Linked DNA regions of Sus scrofa: region 1 is linked to region 2. A link is a contact called in public HiChIP or PLAC-seq data. All regions are on one chromosome and are shown on one strand. The core of a region is the stretch at or near the end of the contact, and the rest is flanking DNA. Distances in the headings are between cores, read along the strand shown. Region 1 has its middle 16 kb from the start of TRIM26. Region 2 holds the start of MOG (myelin oligodendrocyte glycoprotein).

The links. HiChIP or PLAC-seq counts read pairs in DNA pulled down with a chosen protein or histone mark.
Region 1: a contact with region 2 is called in an H3K27ac HiChIP or PLAC-seq map of alveolar macrophages. The contact joins the enhancer-like site here to the promoter of MOG in region 2. A contact is called at or near these places in 8 of 47 Hi-C or Micro-C datasets (fetal skeletal muscle, liver, mesenteric adipose tissue and 4 more) and 1 of 2 datasets of contacts at active chromatin or transcription factors (alveolar macrophages).

Annotation. Positions count from the first base shown.
Region 1 is chr7:22,747,914-22,755,449 of Sscrofa11.1, reverse strand. No RefSeq gene overlaps it. Among named protein-coding and RNA genes, the nearest start is that of TRIM26, 16 kb to the left of the region's middle. Within about 2 kb of position 2,084, at least 5 of the 83 cell types and tissues checked have an H3K27ac peak or open chromatin away from gene starts, as enhancers often do. A contact at or near this core is called in alveolar macrophages, where this site is marked.
Region 2 is chr7:22,590,973-22,598,372 of Sscrofa11.1, reverse strand. It overlaps MOG (myelin oligodendrocyte glycoprotein), which reads right to left and starts at 2,808. Exons shown (of 8, transcript NM_001123139.1): 1 at 2,724-2,808; 2 at 982-1,329. The coding sequence starts at 2,808.

The DNA of each region.
Region 1 (7,536 bases), core at 835-3,334, 160 kb before region 2:
TTTCCATTTGAACAAGTATTAATGCATTCAGGTCATTGTTGCTTTAATGAGTTTTATGAGTGTCATACTTCTAAAACTGTAGAAACCCTTGTAAAAGAATAAAATGTGTGATAATAAACGCATATGATGGGAGTATCTGCTGTGGGGCAGTGGGTTAAGGATCTGGTATTGTCTCTGCAGTGGCTCGAGTCACTACTAAGGCACAGGTTCAGTCCCCAGTCTGGTGCAGTGGGTTAAGGATCCAGCAATTGCTACAGCTGTGGTGGAGGTCACAGCTGCAGCTTAGACGCCATCCCTGGCCCAGGAACTTCCGTATGCCACAAGTGTGGCTGAAAAGAAGGGAAAAAAAAAAAAAAAGTGTGATGCCATCTTAGTACAGAAAGTTGACAGCTAGATTTATTCAACAGATTCTTTGAAATTTGAAACTTTTTATATTCACATTTTAAGTTGTTTTTTATGAACTGCACCTGCCCATATGGTCAAGCAGATCTATAATGCTTATCACTGCAGAGAGAACAGAACCCTGCCTCGTTCCGCTCCCTCATGTCCCCGTTCGTTCTTTTTATTTTGGTGTTCACCTTCATTTTTTGTAAATAACATGAGTTTGGGGCATGGTCCTCTAATTTTCCACTGTGGAGAAGGAAGATGAGCTCTGTTCCTCCCCATACCACCCACCAGGCTCACCCGCACACCTGCCACGCTCACCCGCACGTCCCATCCTTTCCCTCCCTTCAAGGTAGACACCTGACATCGGTTGGCTGATTGCTGACTATGTTCATTATCATGTCTGTGTCCAAGGGAGTTACAGCTGGTCATGAGGCCAAACTATGATTACTCTTACTTCCTGTACTGGTTTTCCTCCAAGTTTTGATGTCTGAAAAACAATCTCATACACACTTTAGTATGCATCCACTTAGTCACGGTTATTGTTGTCCTATGGAATTAGTGCTTCCTTAAGCTTCTCACATGTTTATCTGTCTCTGCTTATGGCTGCCTCCTGCCTCCGCCCCTTTCCTGCTGGATTGACTGCCCTCTTCCTGGGAGGGAAATGTTAGGAGCTCTCTCAGCAGAGATTTGTGCTAAATTACTTTTCTTTTCTTTTTTTTTTCTTTCTAGGGCCACACCCTCGGCATATGGAGGTTCCCAGGCTAGGGGTCGAATCAGAGCTGTAGATGCTGGCCTATGCCAGAGCCACAGCAACGCAGGATCCAAGCCGCGTCTGCAACCTACACCACAGCTCATGGCAATGCCGGATCTTTAACCCACTGAGCAAAGCCAGGGATCGAACTCACGTCCTCATGGGTACTAGTTGGATTCGTTACCACTGAGCCATGACAGGAACTCCGAAAAATACTGATTTTTAGTCTCCTTCAGACTGTTCTGTAATTGACGTTCTTAGGGTGGCACTTCTCCAGGTAGTATCTTCCCTTGTGGAAAGGGGTCATTTTTTCATGTGTTTTTTGGTTTGTTTGCTTTGGGTTTTCTTGGAGTTTTGGCCACACCCATGGCATGTGGAAATTCCCAGGGCCAGGAATTGAACTGGCACCACAGCAGTGACAATGTTTAATCCTTAACTGCTAGGCCACCAGGGAACTACCTTTTTTTCCTTTTCTTTGTCTTTTTATGGCTGCACCTGCAGCATATGGAAGTTCCCAGGCTAGGATCTGAGTCCTGAGTCTAGAGCAGAGGAGGTGTCCCATTCCAGCCACCACAGCCTGGACTGTCACAGCCACTCAGGATTTAAAGAGTAAAAACAAAATTCCTTGAGCATGTCAGTGTACTGGTCTGTTTTCTTGTGAAACTGAAAAAAAAAATTCAGACTGACCACTTGACTCACAGCGTGCCTGGCAGAAACGAATTATGCCACTGCACCATGGCAGGAACGCCCTTATTTATTTTTGATAACAGTATCCTAAGATGGGTTCTTGTCCCCAGTTTTCAAACCAGGAATCTGGAAGCTCAAGGAGATTAAGTAAACCTCCCAAAGATCACACAACTAACATGTGAGTCAGGATATGAATCAGGGTCTTCCTGTTTCTAGAGCTCATGGTTTTCCCTGAGCCCAAAGGTATGAGGTCATTGCTTTCCCAAGAGACTAGAAGGAAGTACCCAAAGTTGGTCCCCTTTTCTATGAGGAACAAGCTGATGCTCAGGGGGTAGAAGCAGCACGCAAATGGGGGTGATTTTCCAAAGGTCAAAGTCATTGACTGAGCCAAGACCGGAATAGCAGGCCTTTACATCTGCAGGGTGGGCACCTTGACTTGTGCATTCATTGTTATTTCTGCTTGGTTCTTTGGGCCACTCACTCAGTCTCAGAATCCCTATACAAAGAGACTGCTGTGAGGGGATGGTAATGGCTTTATTGTCATGATGAGGATAATTAGCTCTTAAGTCTTCTTTCTAATGGGGATGGGAGGGAGAGAATTTACCAAGATACTCTTCACTGGTGATAGCCCCCTAGTCCCAAATTAAAGATAATCTACACAGCAATTCTCATTAGTTTAGGTTTTTGTTCTTCCGTGAATTAGAATATATTTCCTTCCTTCCTTCCTTCCTTCCTTCCTTCCTTCCTTCCCTCCTTTCTTGTTTTTGCTTTTTTAGAGCCGCATCTGCAGTATGTGGAGGTTCCCAGACTAGGGGTCCAATTGGAGCTGCAACTGCCAGCCTACAACACAGCAACATCAGATCTGAGAGCCACGTCTGCCACCTACACCACAGTTCATGGCAATGTCTTGATTCTTAACCCACTGAGTGAGGCCAGGGATGGAACCCGCAACCTCATGGTTCTTAGTCGGATTCGTTTCCCCTGTGCCATGATGGGAACTCCTTCTTTCTTTCTTTCTTTTTTTTAATTCCCTACTCCGACATCCAGGCAATGAAGCTACACTTTTTTTGAAGTCAGGGCACATCCAGCCCTAGAGAGGCTGTGACCAGAGGCCGCTCCTGGCTCCACTTCTTCCTTCACCTGTGGTTCTGAGTATCTGAGATTCTGGTTCTGCCACCTCCGTCATGTTTGCCCTAGAGTGCTTGACTGGACTTATCCCAGGTTTTCAACTTTGCCCCAGGTTTCTCCATCACATATGAGAAAAAGAATAGATAAGTGAGGGTTTTCTTACTTTTTTTTTTTTTTGGTCTTTTTGCCATTTCTTGGGCCGCTCCTGTGGCATATGGAGGTTCCCAGGCTAGGGGTCCAATCGGAGCTGTAGCCACCGGCCTACACCAGAGCCACAGCAACGCAGGATCCGAGCCGCGTCTGCACCTACATCACAGCTCACGGCAACGCTGGATCCTTAACCCACTGAGCAAGGGCAGGGGCCGAACCCGCAACCTCATGGTTCCTAGTTGGATTCGTTAACCACTGCGCCACGACGGGAACTCCCAGGGTTTTCTTACTTCTAAATACATTCTTTTTGGTGCCCATTTAAGATGCTTACACCAGTATGATTCTGACTTGGACTTGTCATCTGAGACATCATTCACTGAGCTTCCCTCCAGGAGCTCATTCTAAGGGAATCTGCCCCAACACCATCTTCAACATTAACTGCTTACTAAATGCCAAGCACTGTAACAGGCCCATCACATTTGTGATATTGTGATTTGTAAGAAGTAGATGTTTGGTCATTGAGATATATTTCTCATATATATTTGACTTTTGTGCATAATTTCTGGTTCAACAATTCCCTATACCTTTGGAATTTCCTGAAGGATAAAAGCAGTGGGAACATCTCTTGTTATGCTATGTGATATGTTGTCCTCCTTTCCTAAAAATTCTTCAGATTCATAAAGGTGAAATGAGTAGCTTGTTATTTATTTGTTTGTTTGTTTGTTTATTTATTTATTTTTAGGGCCTCACCTGTGACATATGGAGGTTCCCAGGTTAGGGGTTGAATCGGAGCTGTAGCTGCTGGTCTACACCACAGCCACAGCAATGCCAGATATGAGCTGCGTCTGTGACCCACACCACAGCTCACAGCAACCCCAGATCCTTAACCCACTGAGGGAGGCAAGGGATCAAACGTGCATCCTCATGGTTACTAGTTGGTTTCCTTACCGCTGAGCCGCAATGGGAACTCCAGGGTGGCTTGTTATGAAAAACAACTGAGCTTATGTTAATGAGGTGACTTTTGGAAGTCACCTGAGGATGGGTGCTGGTTGCCAGGGAAAACAACCAGAAAAAAAGAGGGTTGGAACTCTCAGTCTCCATCCCCTCATTTCTGGGAAGAGGCTAGAGGTTGAATCAATCACCACTGGCCAATGAGTTAATCAGTCACGCTTGTGTGATGAAGCTTCCATAAAAACCCAAAAGGGAAGGAGTTTCTAGAGCTTCCAGGTTGGGGAACCAGGACACTTCCCTGTGCTAATGCTCCAGGCCCCATGCACCAGGAGAACGGGAGCTTCTTGGTTTGAGACCTCACCCTGTGTATCTCTTTATCTGGCTATTGATTTGTGGCCTTTAAAATCCACTGTAATAAATCAGTAGTCTAGTGAGTCAGCAGATTTTCTGAGCTCTGCGAGCCACTCTAGAAAGTTAACTGAACCCAAGGATAGGGTCATGGAAACCTCAGACTCATAGTTAGTGGGTCAGAAGTACAGGTAACAGCCTGGACTTGCGGCTGGCCCCCGAAGTGGACAATGGTCTTGTGGGACTGAATCCCTGGAATGTGCTCTGCAGGCAGGTAGTGTCAGAACATTGATGGTAGGACACCCGGCTGGTATCCAGAGAGCTGCAGTGATGTGGAGAAATAGTCCCTTCCCCCTGCTACCGCCCCACATTGGAACTGGATTCCAGAACCACATCACAGGTGTTAATTCATTTAAGCTTGATAATCCAGTAGAAAAGGTATTTTGTTACGTCTCGTTTTCACAGGAGGAGGCAGATTCAGAGGCATGAAGTAACTTGCTTCTGGCAGAGCCAGAGTTTGAACCCTTAATAACCAAGCCAAAGGGCTATGACCTGTACCAGGTACCTTGGCCACAACGATTGGCCTGAGATAGATATGTTATCAAGGGTCATCCAGACACACTGGCTTCAGTCTGGCACAAAAATCAGTACTGAGCTAATCACAAGCCTTTCTCTGGAATTTGGAGTTTACAGAGCTACGTTGGGATCCGCAATAGAGCCTTACGCAGTGTGGTCCAAGGTCAGCAGCACCACTGTCCCCAGAGCTTGTAAAAAATGCAAACTCTCTCCCAAAGCAACAGAAACAAAAGCAAAAATAAACCAATGGGACCCAGTCAAAATGACAAGCTTTTGTGCAGCAAAGGAAACCAAAAAGAAAAGAAAAAGACAGCTTACAGAATGGGAGAAAATAGTTTCAAATGATGCACCTGACAAGGGCCTAATCTCTAAAATATACAAACAACTTATACAACTCAACAGAAAAAAAGCCAACAACCCAAATGAAAAATGGGCAAAGGACCTGAGTAGACATTTCTCCAAGGAAGATATACAGATGGCCAACAAGCCCTTGAAACAATGCTCAATATCACTGATTATTAGAGAAAGGCAAATCAAAACTACAATGAGATACCACCTCACACCAGTCGGAATGGCCATCATTAATAAGTCAACAAATAACAAATGTGGGGTGGGTATGGAGAAAAGGGAACCCTCCTGCACTTTTGGTGGGAATGTAAGCTGGTACAACCACTATGGAGAACAGTATGGAGGTACTTTAGAAAACTATACATAGAACTACCACATGACCCAGCAATCCCACTCTTGGGCATATATCTGGACAAAACTCTCCTTAAAAAGACACATGCACCCACATATTCATTGCAGCACTATTCGCAATAGCCAAGACATGGAATCAACCCAAATGTCCACTGATGGATGATTGGATTAGGAAGATGTGGTATAGATACACAGTGGAATACTACTCAGCCATAAAAAGAGCAAAATAATGCCATTTGCAGCAACATAAATAGAACTAGAGACTCTCATCCTGAGTGAGGTAAGTCAGAAAGAGAAAGACAAATACCATGTGATATCACTTATATCTGGAATATAATATATGGCACAAAGGAAACTTTCCACAGAAAAGAAACTCATGGACTTGGAGAATAGGCTTGTGGTTGCCAAGGGGGAGAGGGAGGGACTGGGAGGACTGGGAGCTTGGGGTAAATAGACGCAGAATGTTGCCTTCGGGATGGATTAGCAGTGGGATCCTGCCGTGCAGCACTGGGAACTCTGTCAAGTCATTTATGATGGGACATGTAATGTGAGAAAAAGGAATGTATACATGTAAGCGTAACTGGGTCACCATGCTATACAGTAGAAAAAATATATATAAAATAAAAGATTAAAAAAAAAAGAAACACAAACTCTTAGGTACCTCCCTTTACCTTCTGAATCAGAATCTGCATTTCAACAAGACTCTCAGATGACTTTAAACCCCAAAGTTCAAGAAGCACTGAGGAGGAGTTTCCTGTTGTGGCTTAGTGAAAACAAACCCAACTAGGATCCATGAGGACGCAGGTTCAAGCCCTGGCTTTGCTCATTGCATTAAGGATCTGGTGTTGCTGTAAGCTGTGATGTAGGTAGAAGATAGGTCTTGGATCCTGTGTTGTGTGGCTGTGGTGTAGGCTGGCAGCTGCAGCTCTCATTCGACCCTTAGCTGGGAACCTCCACATGTTGCTGGTGCAGCCTTAAAAGACCAAAAAAAAAAAAAAAAAAAAAAAAAAAGACTGACCATATCAAGAGTCAAAAAGGATGTAGAGAAGCTGAAACTTTCAAATGTTGCTGGTGCATATATAAGATTGTAAAGTTATTTATTAAAAAAAATCACTGAGGTAGACAATGGCCAAGAAAGAATCTATATATAATTATGCAAAACTCCAGCCTTGAACTGTAAGAAATAAACTTTGTCGTCATGTAGAGTTTATCTCAGAAAGGTAATAATTGTTTATCAGCAGATCCGACAATGGGCTGACCACATCCGTGGAGAAAAACCACAATGACTATCTCAAAACCTGAAGACGAGTATTTGATAAAGCTTAAAACTTAGGTATTATTTGAAAAATTCTAAAAAGACTAGGAATAGAAAAACACTCTTTAACTTGATATACCCTCTCTGCCTCTCTCCTCCAAATCCACAATAGTCAATATACTTAATCAAGAAATCTTAGTGAACTTTTTTCATGTTAGTAACAGACTAAGGATGCCCTCTGAACTGCTGCTGTTCAACACAGAGTTGGAGGTCTTGGCCCAAGGAACAGGATGAGGAAAAGTAGTAAGAGTTACATGGAGTAGAAGAAAAGAGTCAAAACTGTTATTTTCAAATGATGAAATAACCATGTTTTACATAGGCAACTTACAAATCAACAAACTATTAGAATTAATAAGAATGTGGTGGAGTTCCCGTCGTGGCACAGTGGTTAACGAATCCGACTAGGAACCATGAGGTTGCGGGTTCGGTCTTTGCCCTTTCTCAGTGGGTTAAGGATACGGCGTTGCGGTGAGATGTGGTGTAGGTTGCAGACGCGGCTCAGATCCCGCGTTGCTGTGGCTCTGGCGTAGGCCGGCAGCTACAG
Region 2 (7,400 bases), core at 1,559-4,058:
GACTATGGTGTAGGCCAGTGGCTACAGCTCGGATTCAACCCCTAGCCGGGGAGCCTCCATATGCTGCGGGTATGGCCCTAAAAAAGACCAAAAAAAAAAAAAAGGAATAAGGCCCTTGTTTATAACAAACACACACAAAAGCTTTCCACAACAGAACAAGAAAGGGAAAAGTCCATTGGATACTTTAACTTTCAGATTATTCATATTCCATCTAGTAGCACAAAATAGTCACAAATTTGAGTTTGGATTTGCTGCCTCCATTTATCATTTTTCTATTTTAAAAAATTTAAATTTCTCTATGTGTACCCACAAATGGACATATTAGTATACTTTTACATAAATGGATAGATATGATCATGTGGATTATTATGATTTTTTCTTTTTTGGTTGGATCACGGACCACCCTTCTTCCTCTCCCCCAAAGTGAGCCATATTTTCCTATGGATATCTGTTTATTTCACATATATGTATATAAAATATTCAAACATAAAGTTGTTCTTATTCCCTACATCCTGTAGCTTGCTTTTATCACACAACAATACCTTGTGGAATGCCTCCAAGCCATGTGGTATGGCCCTAAAACAATTTTTTTTTTTTGGCTGGAAGTTCCCCGGGCCAGGGATCGAACCTACACCCCAGCAGTAACCAGAGCCGCTGCAGTGACAATGCCAGATCCTTGACCCACTGAGCCATGGAGAATTCCCCCTAAAACAATCTTTTTCATGGCTGCCTGCTATTCACTGTATGGATAACAGTATTTGCTGAGTCACTTCCCTATTCTTGGGCATGGACTCTGATTCTGGTTTCTTTCCCACTCAGAATATCGGATGTATGGGACATTGAGTGCATATAAGTTCCTCCACTCCCAGGAGTGAGCTGTTTGGGTTGAAGGGTGTCATCTCAACTGAGAGGATGATTGAAACTCAAAGAGAGATCTTGGCCACCCAAAAGCCAGTACCTACTATCATATGCTCTACTCACCTTCCACTTTCAATTCCATCGCTGCCTCCTCTTGGTAAGAATGATCTCGGAAGAAGCAGGTGAAACCTCCTTCATCTGAGAACCTTACATGCCGGATCCTGAGGGTCACCTTCCCCTCCCCGATAGTCTCTTTCAGCAGCTCTGTCCGGCCCCGGTATTCAGGCGCCTGCTCTTCATCTTGGTCCTTGCCATTTCGGTAGAGATGAACCACCCTGGAGAAGGGGGGCCGGTACCATCCCACCTCCATGCCTGTAGCATTCTTTCCAGGCAAGATGCGACATGGCAATTCCACTTCGTCCCCCACCAGTGCCCGGATGGGGTGCCCTGGTCCTATTACTCTGAACTGTCCTGTCCAAGACACGAGAGAAAAAAAACTGAGCATCAGAGGGAAACTTGACAAACAAGTATGTTCTGGCAAGGGCTGCTTCAAAACAGAGAAAGATTAAGACATTTTTTATTTTATTTTATTTTATTTTATTTTTATTTGCTTTTTAAGGCTGCATTTGCAGCATATGGAGTTCCCAGGCTAAGGGTCAAATCAGAGCTGCAGCTGCTGGCCTACACCACAGCCACAGCAACATGGAATCTGAGCTGCATCTTCCACCTACAACACAGCTCAGGGCAACGCTGGATCCTTAACCCACTGAGTGAGGCCAGGGATCAAACCCTCCTCCTCATGGATACTAGTCGGGTTCATAACACACTGAGCCACAAAGGGAACTCCCAAGACATTTGATTTTTAAATGGATTCTAGAGCCAGGGGAATCTCAATTTTTCTTAAAGGTCTCTAGTTAGAGAGATACCATGAGTGCCCTGGACAGAATATTCTAGCATGTGGTCCTCCCATCCTTTAGGTCTCCTCTTGGAATGTGGCCCAGCATCTTGCGTTTTGATTGTCCTATGGGCCTCCTGTTCAGACTTAGCCAAACTGATCCTCATTCTCCTCTTAGAGGGTTTGCTTTGATCATTCCTCCACCACCACCTCTCCATCACTTCCCAACCCTCTGTCCCTGTTCACATCCTGGTCCTACATTCTTTCTGAGATCTACCCAAGAAGTGGCTCAATTTCCTTTTTCTCATCCTCTGTATCTTGCTACAATTCCGGGACCCTGCCCTGTACATGCTCCCAGTATTTTCCTCTGGGATGCGGCTCCTCATCAGACTTGGAGCTACTTGAAGTTGAGGCTGGTTTCTCCATTAGACCTGTAAGGATTTCCCATGCAAGTGCCTGGTCTGGGCGTCCTCTGTAGGCAGCTCCCCAAGGTTTGGCATCTGTCTTCTGGGAGCAGGGCTCCTCTGCAAAAACTTATTAGTGCCTGATTGTGTAGAACAGAAATGTCAATCATGACAAGACACTACAACTCAGCCAATATTTATGGAGACTGACCATGGGACCAGCACGGCCAAGCATGTTATATGCTTCATTTCAGTGAACCCTGACAGCAATTCCAAGAGGCTGTTATTATGATATTCCCCATTTGATAGGTAAGAAATCGAAGCTGGAAAGATATGTAAGAACCAGTTCAAGGAGAACGTTGAGTCAAGGTCACATAATAGAATTGGCTTTCCTTCTGAAGCCTGTAGGGAGCCACTGACACTGTCTAAGGGCACCACGTCAGCACATCTCTGTTTGGAAAGATAACTTGTATATCAACTGAAGGATGAGTTGAAAGAGGTGAGCCCAGGGAACTAGGGTATCTGTGCTTGGGTCTCCCTAGGGCAGGAAGAAAGAGAAACCTTACCTGCAGAGCTGGAAGACAGCTGGAGGAGGACGAGGAGGAGGGAGGGGAGGCAGCTGGGCAGAGAGGTGCTCAACAAACTTGCCATCTCAGTGTCAGTGGGGACAGAGAGCCCCCGCGGCAGGGTCAGGCCAAGCAGAGGCCCTTGGGCGCGTGTCCTCTGCTGCTGAAAAAGCCCTAGGGGAGGATGCCGTGGGCAGAGCTCCCAGGGCCCTGCCTCCTCCCGGCAGAGCCCAGCTGTGCTCCCAGGAACAGCCCCACGTCATCCTTGCCAGGCACTTACACAAAAGGGCTACAGAGTGAGGGGATGACCGGGGTTTGCCTTCCCACCCCCACTCAGAGCTACGGAGCGGAGGCTGCCTGGTACTGGGCCTTCCTCCCCCGCTCCCTCCCAGCCATCCAGCCTTTGAGGGAGCTTCTAGGATCTGACCTGTTGGGATGGATCACTCGCTGGACCTCCATGTATCCTGTAAGGTCCCTTCAGCCCCTTTCCTCCAGGTATTAGCCAAAGAGAGGGCTCTGTGTTGAATTTTTTTAAAAGAAGCAACCTGTAGGCTTAGTTTCCCATTTCTGTGGTCTCCTAACTGTCATTAACAGGCCATTTCTCTTGACATCTGACCTCCCTCTCTCCCACTGCAAATCTGAACGCTCTTTCTTCTGTTCAGATGGTCACTTGGGCTTTGTTAGCGTCTCCCTTCCAAATAATACATTTAGGAAAGCCACGAGTCACATGTCAAGTGTTGATGGTCGCTTGTGATTGGAGAGGCAAGCATGAAGAAAGAAAAATCCTCCAAGTCAGCAAGGACAGACCGGAAACCAGGACACATCTCCCTGCCTCGGACTTTCTTGTGTCAGAGGGAAGTGTGATCCAGGATAGAAATATGACCCTTTTCCTTACCCCTAGACTCAGCTGATTACTGAAGGGTGTGACCAGCATCAGCACCACTTTTGAAAAATATACTTTCTTTTTTTTTTTTTTCTTTTGTCTTTTTGCCTATTCTAGGGCCGCCCCTGCAACATATGGAGGTTCTCAGGCTAAGGGTCTAAATGGAACTGCAGCTGCCGGCCTACCACCAGAGCCAGAGCAACGCGGGATCCGAGCCGCTTCTGCAACCTACACCACAGCTCACGGCGACGCTGGATCCTTAACCCACTGAGCAAGGCCAGGGATTGAACCTGAAACCCCATGGTTCCTAGTCGAATTCTTTAACCACTGAGCCATGACAGGAACTCTGATTGAAAAATATGTTTTCAATCATAAAATAAGGATGTCTTATCAAGAAAAAAAGTAAGTCAGGATGGATGATTTCAAGCCATGCCCATTTAAATCCAGGCTCTCCTACACTGTAATCACTAGTCCCAAGTGCCCATTGAAGTTAAGACTAAGGGTTGTTTCGTGGCAAAGCAGGTTAAGGATCCAGCCTTGTCACTGCATGGCTTGGGTCACTGCTGTGGTATGGGCTCGATCCCTGGCCTGGGACTGTCCACATGCTGTGGGTGAGGCGGCGGGGGGGGGGAGGGGGGAGTGCCATAAATTAAGGCTAAATGAAATTTAAAATTCAGTTCCTTTCTTGCACTGGCTATATTTCAAATGCTCAGTAACACATACAGCTAGTGGTTCCTGCCTCGGACTGCACACACATAGACCATATCCAATACCACAAAAAACTACATAGGGGAAGTTCCTGTCGTGACTCAGCAGTTGCAAACCCAACTAGTATCCACGAGGACATAGGTTCAGCCCCTGGCCTTGCTCACTGGGTTAAGGATCTGGCATTGTAGTGTAGTTTGCAGAGACGGCTTGGATCCTATGTTGCTGTGGCTGTGGTATAAGCTGGCAGCTGTAGCTCGGATTTCACCCCTAGCCTGGGAATTTCCATACCCTGAGGATGTGGCCCTAAAAAGACTATCTATATCTATATCTATGGCAGCGCTCTTCAGAGGCTAGTAATATGCCTGGAAGTACATTTTCTGCTTTTGTCTGAGGTGGTCATGAGGGGCTAGAAGGGCAGACTCTGGTCAGCTGAGTCTGGGAGTGGTGTATTCTTTCTCTCTGCAAGGCAACTGGAGTCTGGGCACAAGCAGGCTGGCTATTCTGGAGTCATCAGTGTAACAGTCAAGGTCCAGAGGGGTGACCTAGGTGGGAAGAGGGGTTTCTGTACATGCCCCACTTCCTCTCAAGTGGGGATTCTCTCCTTCTAGAACCTAACATATCCAGCTGATGCTCTTCCTTCATGATGCAAGTTCAGATTCAAGTAAGAGAGTCAGGCACAAGAGGCTTTCCTGGGCAGGTTTTGGGGGTCATAGGTGCTTGAAATTGTCTAGCCCTAGCCACAACGGGAACTCCCAGGCCATCATTTTCAGTCTTTTTGCTTTTACATGTAATCTGACAATAAATATCAGTCTATTAGGCCAGCTACATAATTTGAAGGGCCTGGTACAGAATAAAACTCTGGAACCAAACTCAGAAAACTCTTGTTCAAATAGCAGGAAAAAATCCTTTCCTTTGTTCTGTAGTTTCATTCTTGATCTGTTATGTTTCCTTAGTTTTTGTTTTTTGCTATTTAATGTTACATTCCTTCAGGCACAAAGGTCCTTAAGGAGGTGGGTGAATGCAGGCCTTCCCAAGTGCCTGGGGTCCTGCCTCTCAACTTGGCAAGACAGATGTGTATGCCTGACCCCACCCCTCCTCTGGGCCCAGGCCCCTGCCAGGAGACGGTGGCACAGAGGGTGGCACTGGTTCCTGGGGGTGGAGTGAGGGGTGGAGGGGAATTGAAGGCATCTGAAAACCAGTCCTGGGGAGGCTGAGAAGGGAGACTAAGCTTGGTCTTAGGCTCCAAGCTCTCGGTGCATGGTCTATTACCCTGTCGGACTTCACTAACAAAAACAAATTGAACGATAAAATTAAGAATTTTAGAAGAAAAAAATAATTTAAAAATTAAGAATTGCAAGATAGTGACAGAATATTAAAGCCCAAACACAGTGTCCTCTCCTAAGCATGGGCTCTGTGCAACTGCCCTGGTGGAATGCCCAGGAAATTCGCTGCTTTCTACATAGGAGGAGTTTGGTTCAAAGAGCATGTGCAGGAGTTCCCATTGTGGCGCAGTGGCTAGGAACCATGAGGTTTCAGGTTTGATCCTTGGCCTTGCTCAGTGGGTTAAGGATCCAGTGTTGCTCTGAGCTGTGGTGTAGGTCGCAGACGAGGCTCGGATCCTGCATTGAAGTGGCTGTGGTGTAGGCCGGCAGCTGTAGCTCTGATTCGACCCCTAGCCTGGGAACCTCCATATGCCGCAGGTGTGGCCCTAAAAAAAAAAAAAAAAAAATCACTGTGCACAAAGTTGTACACTCTGACAGGTGGACACCTCAGCTTTCTCGTCTGTACGTGGGGATAATGAAATCCACCTCACTAGGGCTGGGACCAGAATTACATGAAAGGATCCATGTGAACCATGAAAGGACACAGTAAACAGTAAATTCTGTCCTTAACCTTCGCACACAGTAATTTTTCTTCTGGAACTCCCTCTAGTGGTATGTATAAGTTTCCAGAGGAAAATGCTATTTACTTTTGCGACCCTATTTTCATAGTATTTGTGGGTTCCAACTGGCCTGCAAATTCCATGGAGACTCAATGACTGATAGACGGTGAAATGTCTCTTTTCTATCCACTTAGCCTGGGTTTCACTGGTCTGCAGGAGAAATGAGAACACTGCTCCTAATCAAGCCGATGCAGCTACTTAGCAAGGGAGTCCTCAGAGCCGAAGTTTTATTCATCAACTATTTTTTTCATTTTGTGTCTTCTTTGTTATTATTCTGAAATTCACCAATATTTTCTTTTTTTCTTTTTTCAAAAAGAAAAGCATTCAGCTTGTTATGAATCAGGCGAGTCAACACTTAGGCTTGCTCCCTCGCCTTCCCCGCACGCCAAATGGGAATGCATATGTGCTGATTTTGACCAAAATGTGATATAAGTTGTCCTGTGTAAGAGGCATTAAGCTGTTCCGCAGGTCCTCATGAGCAGGTGCAAGTTTTCAGAGGCAGATTTTAATTCAATACAGAGAGAATCTTCTCTCCATCAAAATAGGCCAACTGCGGAGGAGTGTGGGAGTGAGCTTCCCATTCCCTGACATCAAGCCAGCATTGAATGGGATGTTAGGCTAGGTAACTCTAAGGTTTTTCCCTCGTTGTAGGATCTTACAAAAATACATCTTTCGTTTTCTTTTTTCTTTTCTTTTTTTGCTTTTTAGGGCCGCACCCGCAGGCATATGGAGGTTCCCAGGCTAGGGGCCTAATCAGAGCTACAGCTGCCAGCCTACACCACAGCCACTGCAAGTCCAGATCCAAGCCGCATCTGCGACCTCCACCACAGCTCACCACAACGGCAGATCCTTAACCCACTGAGCGGGGCCAGGGATTGAACACACAACTTCAAGGTTCCTAGTCGGATTCGTTTCTGCTGCACCACGACAGAAACTCCAGACTATATCTTTTCTTCTCCCATCTTTTTTTCCCCGCTGCTCCTCGCCCCCTTTCCATCTCCCAGCCGCCCTCACTCTGAGACGACATCCCCTAAGGATCTTGCAGGTGAAGGCCCAGGAGGCACTCCAAAGTCCGCCCGGCAACAGCTGACGTCACGGCTTCCCCGCCGAGAATTGGTTGCCAGGAGGCTTTGGGGGCGGAGAA